Regions from separate parts of the Sus scrofa genome. Here region 2 is linked to region 1. Evidence: chromatin contacts called from public Hi-C data. All regions are on one chromosome and are shown on one strand. The core of a region is the stretch at or near the end of the contact, and the rest is flanking DNA. Distances in the headings are between cores, read along the strand shown.

What was found. A called contact is a pair of places that touch in the nucleus more often than the background predicts.
Region 2: a Hi-C map of skeletal muscle shows a contact between it and region 1, with 2.2 times the contacts expected there. The contact joins the enhancer-like site here to the promoter of CTSV in region 1. A contact is called at or near these places in 1 of 5 promoter capture datasets (fetal liver), 3 of 47 Hi-C or Micro-C datasets (embryonic fibroblasts, epiblast stem cells and skeletal muscle) and 1 of 2 datasets of contacts at active chromatin or transcription factors (skeletal muscle).

Annotation. Positions count from the first base shown.
Region 1 is chr10:25,197,226-25,205,108 of Sscrofa11.1, forward strand. CTSV (cathepsin V) reads left to right here and starts at 5,172. Exons shown (of 8, transcript NM_213892.1): 1 at 5,172-5,238; 2 at 6,407-6,543; 3 at 6,825-6,947; 4 at 7,051-7,197; 5 at 7,296-7,520. The coding sequence starts at 6,418.
Region 2 is chr10:25,232,478-25,240,360 of Sscrofa11.1, forward strand. No RefSeq gene overlaps it. Among named protein-coding and RNA genes, the nearest start is that of CTSV, 34 kb to the left of the region's middle. Within about 2 kb of position 4,549, at least 24 of the 83 cell types and tissues checked have an H3K27ac peak or open chromatin away from gene starts, as enhancers often do. A contact at or near this core is called in fetal liver and skeletal muscle, where this site is marked.

The DNA.
Region 1 (7,883 bases), core at 3,922-6,421:
GTTTGGATGGACCTTGCCAAGGAACAGGTTCTTATGTATACCATGTATAGTAGGCTCCGTAATGGCCCCCAAATATATCAGGTCTTAATTCTTGGAACCTGTGTTACTTTATATTGTAAAGATTCTGTAAATACAACCGAGAATTTGTTTTTGTTTTTGTTTTTGTCTTTCGTCGTTTTAGGGCCACACCTGCAGTATATGGAGGTTCGCAGGCTAGGGGGTCTAATCGGAGCTGTAGCCGCTGGTCTTCGCCACAGCCACAGCAATGCCAGATCCAAGCCGTGTATGCGACCTACACCACAGCCCCTGGCAACACAGGATCCTTAACCCACTGAGCGAGGCCAGGGATCGAACCCACAACCTCACGGTTCCTAGTCGGATTCGTTTCTGCTGCACCACAACAGGAACTCCAAATATGATGAAGAATTTTGAAGAGCGATTACCCTGCATTATCTGGGTGGGCCCTAAATGCCCAAGTGTTCTTATAAAGAGAGGAGAAATCTTCCATAGACTGAAGAGGGGAAGGCAATATGACCACGGAGCAGAGATGAGAGTGATGCAGCCCCAAACCAAGGAGGACCTGGAGCCCCCAGAAACTAGACAAGGAGAGGGACAGGTTCTCCCCTAGAACCTCTGGAGAGAGTACCACCCTACAAACCCTGGTTTTCAGCCCTGATGACACTGATTTTGAACATCTGACTTCCATAAGAAAATAAATCCGGAGTTCCTGTCAGATCCCGTCGTGGCGCAGTGGTTAACGAATCTGACTAGGAACCATGAGGTGGCAGGTTCGATCTCTGCCCTTTCTCAGTGGGTTAACAATCCAGCATTGCCGTGAGCTGTGGTGTAGGTTGCAGACGCGGCTAGGATCCTATGTTGCTGTGGCTCTGGCGTAGGCTGGCAGCTACAGCTCCGATTAGACCCCCTAGCCTGGGAACCTCCATATGCTGCGGGAGCAGCCCAAGAAATGGCAAAAAAAGACCAAAAAAAAAAAAAAAAAAGAAAGAAAAGAAAAGAAATCCTCAATGCTTTAAGTCATCAAGTTTGTGGGAGTTTGTTACAGCAGCCATGAGAAACTAATACATGTTATTTCATGAAAAGACTTTTTCAGATTTGAGGAAGAGCTCCTCTGGCATCCAAAGGAAATTTTGTGGATTATACCCTTATCCTTCAAAGTCAGCTCCTATGTTACCTACTGCACCAATATGCTTTGCCATATAAATATATCGAACTTACATAAATATACCAATCATGACTGTGCTCATATGGTGTAAAATCAAGATTACTCTAGTTAAGCCCTGAGTAAAAACTGGAAAGCTTCAGAAAATCTGCCAGTAAAATTACATGTAGAATGAGTCTAAGTAAATGCACAGACTACACCAGGAGCAGTCAATGAGCACAAAGCTAAGAGTTTAATTAATTCCTGTGGATTGATTTACTCACTTAACAAATTGGCTGACTGTTTAACCCTATAGGAAAAAGAAGATTACAGTAGCTTGGGAAAATAAGTTATTTCACAAGTGGTTTCACAGGAACACAGTGGAGGGGGTTGATACATTTAAACAGGAGCCCCATTGTCCTGTGGGGCTCCTGGACACAAAAGCCTTTCTGTGTCCCCCATTTCTTGTTTGTAGGAAATAAGCTTCATTCAGCCTTCCCTGAGTTCCAAAAGGGCAGATGCAAACAGCTGCTCATCAGGGAAGAGAGGGGATGAGGAGACAAGGGAGAAACAGACAAGAAACAATGATGCTGGGAGTTCCCATTTTGGTGCGGCAGGTTAAGAATCTGGCATTATCTCTGCAGCAGTGGGTTCAATCCCCAGCCTTGTGCAGTTGGACTAAAGATCCAGCATTGCCGAAGCTGTGGCATAAGTGGAGCTGCAGCTCAGATTACATCCCTGCCTGAGAAAAATCCATGCGGAAGGTGTGGCCAGAAAAAAAAGAAAGAAACATGGTGCAATCTTGGAGCAGGATCCTGGTTCCTCCTGAAGGGATACACATAACAATATCTTTGAGCTCTTCTGCAGAACTAAAACCCCCAATGAATGGAAGACATTAGCTATTTGATGAAGCTTTCTTCATTCCAGAGAGAAAGTCACAATTTGATAACCTCCAGAAACCACAGGAGCCCATCAGAAGACTACCCAAAGTCAGATGATCTCTAGATTGAAGGAAAGCAGGCCTGATCCTTACCAGCAACCCTGACCCTTGAACCTTGATGGTAAGAATCCTCAGAAATCTCCAGGTTATGTTTGTTTGTTTGTTTTGGCCATGCCCACAGCTTGTGAAAATTCCTGGGCCAGGGTTTGAACCCAGCATCAACAGTGACAATGCGGGATCCTTAACCTGTTGCACCACAAGGGAACTCTAAGGACACAGGGTTTTGAGGGCATTCGTCCACTGTGTCCCTCTTTGCCTGGCAAAGCAATAAAGCTCTTCTTTTCTACCCCACTCAAAACTCTGTCCTCCCAGATTCAATTCGGCGTCCATGCACAGAGGCCGAGTTTCCCCATCAGTATTGGAGGGAATTGTTACGCGGCTTCAGGGTCTTTTTTTTTTTTTTTTTTTTTTTGTCTTTTTAGGGCCATACCATATGGAGGTTCCCAGGCTAGGGGTCGAATTAGAGCTGTAGTCCCTGGCCTACACCACAGCCACAGCAACACAGGACCTGAGCCACGTCTGCTACCAACACAACACCACAGCTCATGGCAACACTGGATCCTTAACCCACTGAGCAAGGCTGGGGTCAAACCTGCATCCTCATCGATGCTAGTCAGATTCATTTCCGCTGATCTACGTCAGGAATTCCGATTCAGGGTCTTAAATACCATCCACGGGAGGTTTGTTCATTCCCTTATGGTTTAAAATTTCCAGAGATGGAATAAAGAATTTATGTTCTATTTCACTAGTGAGCAAAAGAAATGCTGACGGATGCACACAAAAATACACTTTCACAGATACCGCATCTTAGCATTTTAGTAGGAATCATTAAATTCTACCAACTGCATTTTATCAAAGGCTAAGGCTTGTCTACTTGGCTAAATTGTGCCTATTTCAATAACTAGCATTTATCTAACTCACTCTGCAGAGAAATGGGAGTAGAAGAAGCAAAGGAACCCAATAGTTGGTAATAACAAATCTCTGTAATGCATTATCTAACAGGTAGATAATAATCCACTCCCTTAGTTAAATGGCTTTCTCCTGAATTTAGACATCATTTGATTTAATTTTAGGTTCTGAGCACATTTGTTATAAAAAGAGCCTACTTTTCCCTCCGTTGCATTTGTATCACATTCTAAGAAACGAAGGGGCTCCCGCTCTTCAAAGTAGCACCAGCCACACAGTTTCCTGTCAGACTATTGCTCAAGTTACAGACATTCATGAAATAACAGGTTTTTCCACCACCTGCAATCTTCAGGAGGTGTGACCCAGGGCAAGTGTAAAACCCACGTGCTAGAGTAACTTGGATTTTTTGTGATAAACTGAGTAAACAAACGGACAATGGCTAGACTTTGTATGACAATAGAACCCTGACCTACAAAAGGCATCTCTGCAGCAACCAACTCAAAACAGGACTTCCTGAATGGCTACAAACTTCTTATTTCTGCTTCCATTTGCAGGACAAACCAGAGAAATCCAAATATTCTCCCCAAACCAATCACACAAGATGTTCCATTTCTAGTTAACCCTCCTCCAGCTCCCTCATAACAGTTTCAAATCAGGGCTTATGGAAAAGTCAGTTTTTTCCTTATAAAGCTTTTCTTCACCCTCCTCATAGCAAGTTGTTCCCACGTGGTTGGTCTTCCTTTACTTCCAAGTGTGACAGCCAATGACTAATCCTAAAAAAAAGAAGAAAAAAAAAATCTCCAGCCATATGCAATACAATGTATTTTTGTAACCACATGAGAATTTCATGCTCCTAGTTGTGTTTGAGAGGAAAGAGATTCTACTTCAAAGGGGATAAAATATGAATTTTAATAAGTTGATTTTTACAAAGACTATTCATGTGTGCCTCTACAAAAGTTATCAACTTAATTTTAACTAAGAGTTTACAGATCGACATGCACTGTGATTCTATTTTTTGTTATATAAATATCCCTAGAACAGAGTTAATGGGGGAGGGGAAGTGAGTGTTTATTTTCTAAAACATATTTTCTATAACGAATGTTTCTTACATAACTTTAAAAAGTAAAGTTCCTGATTAAACTCCTTAAATCTTTAGCTCTAGTTTTTCCTCCATCTAAAAGATGTCTTCAAGCCAGTTAAATCTAAACCCTGACATTAAATGTGACTAAACTACTTTAAAAAAAAAAAAAATGTACCTTTCCTGTATCTCAAGAGAAGCACTTTGGATACTAAGGAAGACTTAATGATCCAAAATACAGAGGGAAGAAATGCGGTTTATGCCCTTTCTCAAACACTCGTCTCCCCTTTTTATTAAGCCAAATTTTCCTGGAAATAACTCGTTTTTGTTGGTTTTGAGAAAGGACTGAAAGGCGAGAAGAATCCCCCACTGGGGAGGACAGGAACAGGGCATTGCAAAATGCCACGACTTCCCTGCGAAGGTCCCCTTTCCCTCCTCCTGGGATTTGGGCCACGATCAACGCGTTCTTGTGTTTTAAAACACTGTAATTCCGCTTGGATTCTCCTCAATCCCGCGGGCTCAGCACCCCTCCGCCCCGCCCCACCTGTGCTGTGAAGCGGCAATCCCTAGACTAGACAGTTCTCAGCCCCGCCGCAGATTTTCACCCCAAACTGTAAGACTAAAGGAAGCGCAGGGTTACGCTCAAAGTCCACTTGGGGGTTCCTCTTAAGCGTCTTTTCGTGAACGAGCGCCAAATTCGAGGTAATTAGTTGATCTGGATCCCTAGGGAGGCGCTGGACATCCCCCCCGCCCCCCCCCACACACACACACCCCCACCGACTCCTCAGCGCTGCCCAGAGGCCCCCAGCTCTACTCTTCGGTTCAGGACAAAAGGCACGCAGCCAGGCCTCCCCTGGAACAGGTTGGGACACGGCGGCGTCACGCGCCGGGAGTACTCACTCCCGGAGGCCCCGCCTACTTGCCAGATCAGCCAATCGCGGCGCAGGCAGGCGGTGGGGGCGGGGCCGGGCGGGCCGCAACCCCGGGTCTTAAAGGCTGAGTCAGGCGCGACCCGGCCAGAACCTCGAGCCACCGCCAACTTAGGAGAGATACGTACGTCCGTGGAGTGCGCCTGCGTAGCGGTGGAAGCCGCAGGTCAGCGACCCAGTTCGGGGCCGAGGCGGGTACAGAACCGGGACTGGAGGAGGGGCTATCCAGGGATTCCGGAGAGGGGGCAGGCGCGACTCCCGGGAACGCCATCGTCTGCCCGCCTCAAGTTGATGAGGCTGGGTCGGCGCTGCCTCGAGCTTTGGCAGCCTTGGGGTGGGGAAGGGGGAAGGGCGATTTGGGGAAATCCAGGGCGGAGCTGAGACCACCCGAGGGTCCCTAGGCCGGTCAGCCTCGGGGAGGAGATGGGCGCAAGTCTGTGTTGGTCGCGGCAGTCTGTCCCCCCCGCCCCCCCGAATGCTGGGCTGTAGGGCCCGTCGCTCCCTGTATGAGTAAACATTTTCTGGAAGTGGCGGGCGTGTGCGGAGGGCTGGGAGCAGGGCGGCACGCCTCTGGCCTGGCCCCTCCTGTAGCAGGCTTGCGGGCTCAGCCGGGTTCTCTGAGCCCCGGGTGAGTCTGGCCCTGTTCCGACGGGCCATACTGGGTGCTCTGAGTTCCGTCTGCCACAGGATCGCTGGGTTTGGGGGCGAGGGAGGGGGTGGGGGCTACATACGACAAGGATAGGCACGGTGGAGCGCTGGGCACATTCTCTGCCCGCATTCTCCTGGGAAGGGAGGAGACTGGGAAGGCCTTCCAAAAAAGGTTTCAAATAAAATAGAGCAGATTCAATGGCATATCTCACCCCTGCCTTACGTGAGTTCGGAGGAAACTCTTGGGGACCAGGCCCCTACTTAGGATCAGGCATCCTAATAAATAAAATTCCTGGGTCACCTTGGTACCTTCAGTAAATAACATGGATCAATGATTTCTTAGTTTTTACCTTAAAATTCCGACCCATAAGGTACACCAGAAACCCTTATCAAAACCTAAAAATTATCGTTGTACTCATAGTGAAGTCTCTTTCAGTTCCTATAGCATTTGTTAGCCAATTTTTCCTTTTGATGGCAGAATTAAATACCTATACTTTGTAAGTCTTGGACCTGGTTATTCTCCCCTGATATCCTTAGCCTTCTTCCACAGACCTTCCATAAATATTTGAGAAGATCATTTAAATGTTTTACTCCAACATAGTGGCTCTATAATATCTCAAGAGAAAGTAGGACAGCTTTTTTAAAGGATTGATCTCATCAAATACTAATTTCTTTTCCTTCCCTAGGTTTTTGAAACATGAAACCTTCACTCTTCCTGACCGCCCTTTGCTTGGGAATAGCCTCAGCTGCTCCAAAACTTGATCAAAATTTAGATGCAGACTGGTACAAGTGGAAGGCAACACACGGGAGACTCTATGGCATGGTTGGTAACATGTAAAAGGGAGCCCACCGAGAATAGTTCATGCTTTTGGAGTTTGTAGCCAGAGAGTATTTCTGGAGGTTAGCTTTTTCCAAAGCCGTAACTTAATGGCACCTATTTCTGAACACAGCATGGGCGTATTTCCCTATGTCAGAGCTTGGAGAACAGCTTCCAGAAGTATAAATACATCCCTGATGATAGTTTTCCTTCTTCTCTGTCTACAAATCCACTTGGTGAGCATGGGTTGAATTTGAAGTAGAAGTAAAAATGATCATTGCCTCTAGAATGAAGAAGGATGGCGGAGAGCCGTATGGGAGAAGAATATGAAAATGATTGAACTGCACAATCAGGAATACAGCCAAGGGAAACATGGCTTCAGCATGGCCATGAATGCCTTTGGTGACATGGTGAGTATGGCCTGAGTTGCTGAACTTTGTGTGCTTCCTCTGCTCTGTACTTTAGCACAATAACCTCTTGCTTTTTCAACCTTTTATTTACTTGTCCTTAAAGACCAATGAAGAATTCAGGCAGGTGATGAATGGCTTTCAAAACCAGAAGCACAAGAAGGGGAAAGTGTTCCACGAATCTCTGGTTCTTGAGGTCCCCAAATCGGTAGATTGGAGAGAAAAAGGCTATGTCACTGCCGTGAAGAATCAGGTATGACAGTAAGCAGATCTTCATAAGAGTGTTTAGATGTATGGGCTCTTGTTAGTCTTTGTATTTGTCTTGTAAACTGATGGCTTTTTTATTTTCAGGGTCAGTGTGGTTCTTGTTGGGCTTTTAGTGCCACCGGCGCCCTTGAAGGACAGATGTTCCGGAAAACCGGCAAGCTTGTTTCACTGAGTGAGCAGAACCTGGTGGACTGTTCTCGGCCTCAAGGCAATCAGGGCTGCAATGGTGGCCTAATGGATAATGCCTTCCAGTACGTGAAGGACAATGGAGGCCTGGACACAGAGGAATCCTATCCGTACCTTGGAAGGGTAAATGGAGCTCCTTCTCTTGCCATTACAGCTCTGCTTTTGAACATTTTCAGAGATAACAGACACCATACTCAATGTTCGCATTTTAGATGCAAACTGTCAGAACTGTCATAAATTATCAGCTATTGCACAGTTCTCTGATTAGATGATTAGCATAGCTTGTCTCTACATAACATGGAGAATACATACACCATTCTGCATATAACATGAATTTTTCTAAAGTGAGGAATTTCTTTCTTTCTTTCTTTTTGTCTTTTGTCTTTTTGGGCCGCACCCTCGGCATATGGAGGTTCCCAGGCTAGGGGTCAAATCAGAGCTGTAGCTGTAGGCCACAGCCTCGTCTGTGACCTACACCACAGCTCA
Region 2 (7,883 bases), core at 3,299-5,798, 35 kb after region 1:
TGGCTCAGTGAGTTCGCTGGTGAGTCCAGGGCTGGGAAAGAATGTAACTGGAAAATGAACAAAAATCCCCAGTGGACACTATGTGGATGCACTGCTAGGACCCGAGGAGAGTGAGACGAGTAAAAAAATAACTACCAGACAGGACATAGGAGGATGAAAAACAAGTGAAGTTCGGGTAGGTATTCCTTTGGCGCTCTAGGCTGAACCAAGAGTGGGCCACTTTAATGTTCCTCTCCTTAAGACCATGGCTCCCATCCTGCCAAGTTGTAGTAATACTCCGTGCCCTCATTGAAGGCCTTGGGGTCATATTGGCTCCTGACAGTCACTAGTCACAAGGTGTGTCTCACCACCTCAGCCCTTGTTTTATTAGATCACCTTAAGTGTCCCATTGTTTCTTAACAATGACCAAAACAACCCTGACCAAAAACACTACAGGTGTAGGGATTTTTTAAATCTCTTACATTATTTGTTAGAATCCCAGGATCTAGAACCATGTCTGTCACAGAGTAGGTTTTCAATGTTTGTTGAATGAATATATGTACAGTCCACTTTCTCTCCATTTAGGCATAAATAGCAATTTCTTATGTATCACTAATAATTAGTTATCAAAAATGCATGCTATTTGGTGTTGGAATAGACATGAGGACTATTTGTTAGCATCTATGAAATATTAAACGTGTATACATTTTAACTGGGCAAGTCTTATCATTTTGGTGCTTGTGCCAAAGAAATAATCACACATATATGCAAAAGATGTATGGGCAACAATGTTTGCTACTTATTATTTATAGAAGTGAAAATAGGAAACAAACTGAACATCAAATACAAAGAGTTTGATTAAATAAACTTGGTTTATTCCTACAAACCAGCTAAGGAACAGAATGATTTAATCCAACATAGCCTGATCAGATAACTGGATCAGGAGACAACTCATGTAAAAACAAGTTGTCAATAAGTGGTAACCATGTTTTTTAAAAAATGCAGCTCGCTCGCTCTAACATAAAGTCTAGAATTCTGCATCAGTTAATACTGGTTTTATAAGGAAGATGGAATGGAGAGTAGAAGGAAAATTCTGTTGTCCCACCATGCACTGCTGCATTTTGATTAAATTGAGCATGTATTTAAATTTTAAAAAGAAACATTTAAATATACTCACAAAAAAAAAAAAAAATGGGAGTTCCCGTCATGGCTCAGTGGTTAACGAATCCAACTAGGAACCATGAGGTTGCAGGTTCAATCCCTGGCCTTGCTCAGTGGGTTAAGGATTTGGCTTTGCTGTGAGCTGTGGTGTAGGCCAGTGGTTACAGCTCTGATTAGATGCCTAGCCTGGGAACCTCCATATGCCGTGGGTGTGGCCCCAGAAAAGCCAAAAAAAAATTTTAATTTAAAAAAATTATGGAGTTTCCCATAGCACAGCAGGTTAAGGATCCCGTGTTGTCACTGCAGCAGCTAGGGTCACTGCTGTGGCTCAGGTTCAAGCCCTGGCTGGGGGACTTCCACATGCTGCAGGTATGGCCAAAAAAATAAATAAATGAGAACAACTCAAGTATTTAAAAAATAAGTTTTATTTAACAGGTTTGCTCAGCACAGAACATAAGGGAGATAAAATATCAAGATGCAAAGCTTATTACATGAATAAATGTAGTTGGGTTGACCATCTACTTAGCTCTTGAATTAGTTCAAGGATATTTATCTAGAAAGCTGCACCTAATGAAAAAGAAAGGTATTGGATTATTAATAAGCCAATTGCATTATATATAGAAACAAAAACAGTCTACCTGACATTGAGGAGGTCCATTTTTGCAAAGATGGAAAAAGAAAAGTCAGTCTATTTAAGAGGACATATCCACGATCTTTGGGGACTGACCAACACAGAACACTCTTTTTTCAGCTGGGGAAAACCCAGACTCGGTTCACGGTGGCCGGGGACATGGCCGGGGAAGACAGACAGGCAAGCTCACCTCTACAGGAGACGCGCCCAGATCTGGGCTGCTGGGAAACCCACCCTGCGCTCCAAGACCCAGACAGACCCGGTCAAGAGAACAGGAGGACGCGCTCAGACCTGCGCCCCCATAGCTGCTCTGGCAGAGCGAAGCGGGAGGACGCCTCCAAATCCAGCCAGGCGAGGTCCGAGGACGCGCCTGGACGCAGAACTGCGAAGGATTCCCCCAAAGAGGCAGAGCAAGGCGGGAAGTCACGCGGAGCAAGCCCACGCGGGGGCGGCGGCGGCCTGGGAGGGACTTGGGGGGGGGGCGGCGGCGGCGGCGGGCGGGCGGCGGCGAGGATAGCTTTTGATTCTCGCCGGGGCTGTGCTCGCCAACAGCTCCGCTGGCGCAGAGCCCGGTCTACACCCGCAGCGAGGTATTCCAAGAAGGCTGAGCATCCCGGGGCGGAGGTCCCAGATGCTGCTGAAGAGTATAGTTTTGTGCTGTGTTCACATAGATTGTACTACTTGATAACTGCCTTCCTTTCTTCCACTGGAGGAATAGGATCCAACTTTAAAAATCACCGTCATGGAGGAAATGATTGATGTGAAATAATATTGCTCAGATACATGATCCATAGATACAATTTATTAAAACATGTTCCTATAATATTATGCCTGTATGTGCCTAAACTAGTTAAAAACAAAAACAGGACGCTCACTAAGGATTAAGCAGGGTCATCTCTGGGAAATGAGTGATTTGCTTAATAATATTTTTTTTTAATTTTGCATTGTTTGTATGTTCATATGTTATGCATTTTTGAATTTTGCTCTTTTCCCTTTCCTGAGAAAACTTCTGTCGGTCACAGAAACTTTCTTTTATGGTGCTGTTGTGCTTCAAGTGTTTTATCTGCCTTATTCCCAAAAGATACTTGCATTTCGAATTTTCTTGGCAACTTGGAGTTTTAACAGGGAGTTAATGGAAGGAGAATGAGTTTCCTTTTCTTTTCTTTGTGTTACAAAACAGGAAAAACATAGTTATGGAATAAAACATATGTTTTAAAGTAGCGCAGGAAAATTTAGGTATAACATATTCCCCGCCCCTATTGAGTGTGCAGTGTGTGTCTACATTATACATTAACCAGACCTCCTCAAAGGTGGAAATGCCTTCTCCACCACAAATCAATTTTTTTCTTCTTCTGACACCAGCAACATAACTCCTTAGAAGATTAATTTTTCCTTTCCTAATCCTGTAAGGGGTTGTGGTGACCTACCCCTCCCTAGTATATGCAGATCTGGACTGTGTATCTTCAGCAAACTTTATGTAAAATGTTTGTCATTTTGACTACCATCCTTTGTCTCAAAATGTATGACTATCTTTGACTTTAATAGGTGGAATACTCCTCAGAGTTTTCTGAAAGACTATCTCCAGGGCTATAATTCTCAGGTAGGCTTCAATAAGATTCTCTATTTCCCCTTTAAATAGGCTATTGATTAATTTTTCTCCACAACAGAAAAGTACATAATGATAAAGTAGCCATGCCCTTGACTTAAGAAACCTAACCTTTTGGAGCTCCCGCTGTGGCGCTCCTCTCAGCATCTTGGGAGCAGTCTGATGCATTCAGTCCTCAGACCAGCACTTGGGCTTAAAGATTCTCTGCTGCCACAGCTGCGGCTTAGGTTGAGACTGTGGCTGGGATCTGATGCCTGGCCCAGGAGCTCCATATGCCGTGGGCGGCCAAAAAAGAAAAAAAAGAAAAAAGAAACCTAACCTTTTGCTATGTTTGCTTTAGTTTAGTTTTGTCATGTTTGCTGAAATTTTGTAAAATAAACTAACAAAGACGACTTCAGTGCTAAACTTGTCATTACGCCTGTCTTTACAAAATCAACTCCTTTTCCAACACAATTCCATATATCCACTGAGTAACTAATATTCATCGATATTATTGATATGTTCAATTCCTAATGGCCAGTCCAAATTCAAATTTCCCAGTGCCAGTCCGAACTGAAATTCCCCAAATTGTTCCCAACATCTTTGTTTTCACCATGGCGATGTGATGGAGGACCACTCATTGCAGTATTTGGAGGTAAAGTTCAAATTTGCCACAGTCCCTGAGGGCACTGAGAGAACCTGGGCAGAAGAGAACATCTTCCAACTGTCTAATCAAGACGAAATGCTGCAGGAGTTCCCATCGTGGCTCAGCAGTAGTGAACGCAACTAGGCGGGTTCCACCCCTGACTTTGCTCAGTGGCTTTCGATCTGGCGTTGCCAGGTGGGCTGTGGTTTAAGTCACAAAGCGGCTCGGATCTGGCACACAGCCTAGGCTGTGGCTTCGATTTGACCCCTCGCCCGGGAACCTCCATATGCCATGGGTGCAGCCCTAAAAATACAAAAAAAAAAAAGAAAAATAGAAGAGGAAAGGCAAGGAGAAGGGAGAGGAGGTGGATGAAGAAAAAAAGAGGGGGAGGGAGGGGAGAGGACGAGAAAAACGAAGGGGAGGAGGAAGAGGAGAGACACAGAGGTTTAGGGGAAATGGAGTTTGCATCCGGCTGCTCACAGGGCAACCCTCTGGGAAGCATCTAGGCCACATTTGCGCATGTGCAGGCCCTCCTGCGTCGTTGTCCCCGCCCCCCGCCCCCCGCTGTCTCTGTTCTGGCGGATGTTTGGTGTCTGATGCTTGTGCTCAAGTAGGCTGGATTGCTGGGGGCAGGGGCTCTGCGCAGCCTAGGAACTTTCAGGAGTGGGCTTTTGACCCAGAGGACGGGAGCACGAAGTCCCAACCCCACCCCCACCCCGCCCCCGGTGTTGAACTACGGGGTGCAGCTGCGGCTGAGCCCTTATCAGGAGTGGGAACAAGTGCTTAGTACCGGCCAGGTTTTGTGAGGATCGTGTGGCCGGGTCCCACCAGTTGCCGGAGTGAGAAAAGTCCCAGCAGGTTGCTGGGTGTGGGGTGGGGGTGGAGTGCTTGTTTGTTTACAATACAGGAGGTGAGCGCGCCAGAGAGTGCAGGGATGCGTCCGCGGTGGAGCCTGCGCTCTGGAGCCAGAAAGACCCTGGGTAAATTCCAGCTGTGTTACCTGTAAGCAGGGGCGACAGAATGAACCGGGTTAGAGACGGGTTTCACATCTGTCAGTAGGGATATTGATGACCGCTTCATAGCATTGTATTAAAACTCCGATAAGTCATCCCCCATAAATCAAATTGGCTGGTGCAGGGTTCTAAGCCCTGCTGTGACGACTGCTAGTGTGTTTTCATTGAATATCTTATGTATCAACCTTAACAACCATTCTGTGAGGCCCATATAACCATCTGTATTACAAATAATCGAGGCTCAACTTGGTGGAGTGATAGTTCCGGTCGCGAGCTAACAATGAGGGGTCTGGATTCAAGGGCTAGTGTGCTTGACTTCCAGTGTCAGGTTTTGTCTAAAATCACACCTGCCAAAAATCAGCATTGCAGCCTTCATAGCACTTAACAGAATAGCCTGTCTCCAAATCTCCAGGGATATAATAGGAAGGGGAAGCAGATGGACTCCTACCATGTGTCAAATGTATTTTGGATTTCTGTTGTCTCCTCGGATCCCTTGAGTCAGACAGAGCCTCCCAGACCCTCATGCACTGCAGGCTGTTTCCAGTCCAGCATTATAGTGAATTCCAAGAGGATCAGCTTTGTGACCTTAAAATAAGTTGCCCAGGCCCAGATCCAGCTCCTGGGAAATTCATTTTAGAGCAAAGCAGCTCTTGTGAAGTAGGAAGCAGGCGGACTATGGTAGGAAGCAGGGGGACTGTGGTAAAAAGAGTCTTCCCTGTAAGAAAGCACCCCCTGACCTTAGACCTCTCTTTGAAGCTACAGAGCAGAGGCAGAAGAGCTCAGGCAGGAGCAGGTCTGCACAGGATCAGGAACTGCTTCTTGATCCTTCTGCCAAGAATGAGCCAAAATTGGTTATGCCACCACATTCAGAAGCCACCACGTGGTGTGACAGCTGGGAGTTTGGATTAGCCTTGAAAAGAGCAAGCTGGGCTGGAGTGGCCCAGGGGCAGACTCCTTAGGAAAGGCTACTTTGATGGAGAGCTTGTGAGGGCGAGGTCCATGTGTCTGGGATGACCAGGCAGAGAGAGGAAATTCTGTCTCCGCTTTCCCCCAAATGGCCCTATTCTTTACAGATGCAGCTGTCACAGAGGTGGCCCTAGTGATGTTCTGACTTCACAGAGTATGGCAGTGATGGTTCCAGGAAGGATTTCTATGGCCACCTCCCTCTAACTCATTTAAAACTTCAAAAAACTAGACCTGAGAGTGTCAGTGAATTGTCTGGGGCAATTACCTGTGACAGATTTCGAAGTCAAAGACAATGCCATTCACTCCATCTCAGGTCCACGTTTCAGTAGCTTGTTCCTTTTTATTGATGTGTAGTCATACCTCTTGTATGGCTGTTCCTCAGTTTATTTATCCATTCACCAATCGAATGCATATTTGGGTAATTTCCAGCTGTAAATAGTCACATACAGGTTTCTCTGTGTGAACATATGTCTTCAGTCTCAGGTTAATACGAAGAACCGTGAAGACTTGCTGGGTCACATAATAATTGTATGTCTTACATCACAGGAAACTGTCAAACTGTTGTTTTTTTTTTTTTTTAATCAAACTTTTTCAAAGTGGCTGTCCCATTTTGCAATCCTGTCAGCAATGTGTGAGGGTTCTAGTTATTCTACATCTTTATCAGCATTTAACAATATCAGGCTTTTTAGTTGGAGCCATTATTTTAGGTTTGTAATAGTATTTCATTTTAGTTGTTTTGTTTCATTTTGTTTTGTTTTGTTTCCCAGGCTAGGGGGTCGAATCGAAGTTACAGCTGCCAGCCTACACCACAGCCACAGCAACTCGGGATCCGAACTGTGGAAGTTCCCAGGCTAGGGGGTCGAATCGAAGCTACAGCTGCCAGCCTACACCACAGCCACAGCAACACCAGATCCGAGCCGCGTCTGCAACCAGAACCACAGCTCACAGCAATGCTGGATTCTTTTTTTTTTTTTTTTTAATTTCTTTAATTATTTTTCCACTGTACAACATGGGGGCCAAGATACACTTACATGTATACATTTTTTTTCCCACCCTTTGTTCTGTTGCACCATGAGTATCTAGACATAGTTCTCAATGCTATTCAGCAGGATCTCCTTGTAAATCTATTCTAAGTTGTATCTGATAACCCCAAGCTCCTGATCGCCCCCACTCCCTCCCGATCCCCCCCACTCTCTCCCTCTCCTGTCCGGCAGCCACAAGTCTATTCTCCAAGTCCATGATTTTCTTTTCTGAGGAGATGTTCATTTGTGCTGGATATTAGATTCCAGTTATAAGTGAAATCATATGGTATTTGTCTTTGTCTTTCTGGCTTATTTCACTCAGTATGAGATTCTCTAGTTCCACCCATGTTTCTATAAATGGTATTATATCGTTCTTTTTTATGGCTGAGTAGTATTCCATTGTGTATATATATGACATCTTCCTAATCCAATTGTCTGTCGATGGACATTTGGGTGGTTTCCATGTCCTGGCTATTGTGAATAGTGCTGCAATGAACATGCGGGTGCATGTGTCTCCTTTAAGTAGAGTTTTGTCCGGATATATGCCCAAGAGTGGGATTGCAGGGTCATATCAATGCCGGATTCTTAACCCACTGAGCAAGGCCAGGGATCAAACCTGCAACCTCATGGTTCCTAGTCAGATTCATTAACCACTGAGCCATGACGGGAACTCCTTTTTTATATTCTTAACAATAGTTTTCAAAGAGCAGAGGTTTTCGATTAATCAATTTTTAAATAATTTTTTCCATTTTTTTCTTTTATGAATGTATAAGTACTCAGACAGCTAAAACAAAATACCACAGACTGGGCAGCTTAAACAACAGAAATGTTTTATCTCATAATAAGTCTGGAGATTGGAAGTCCATGATCAAGAAGTCAT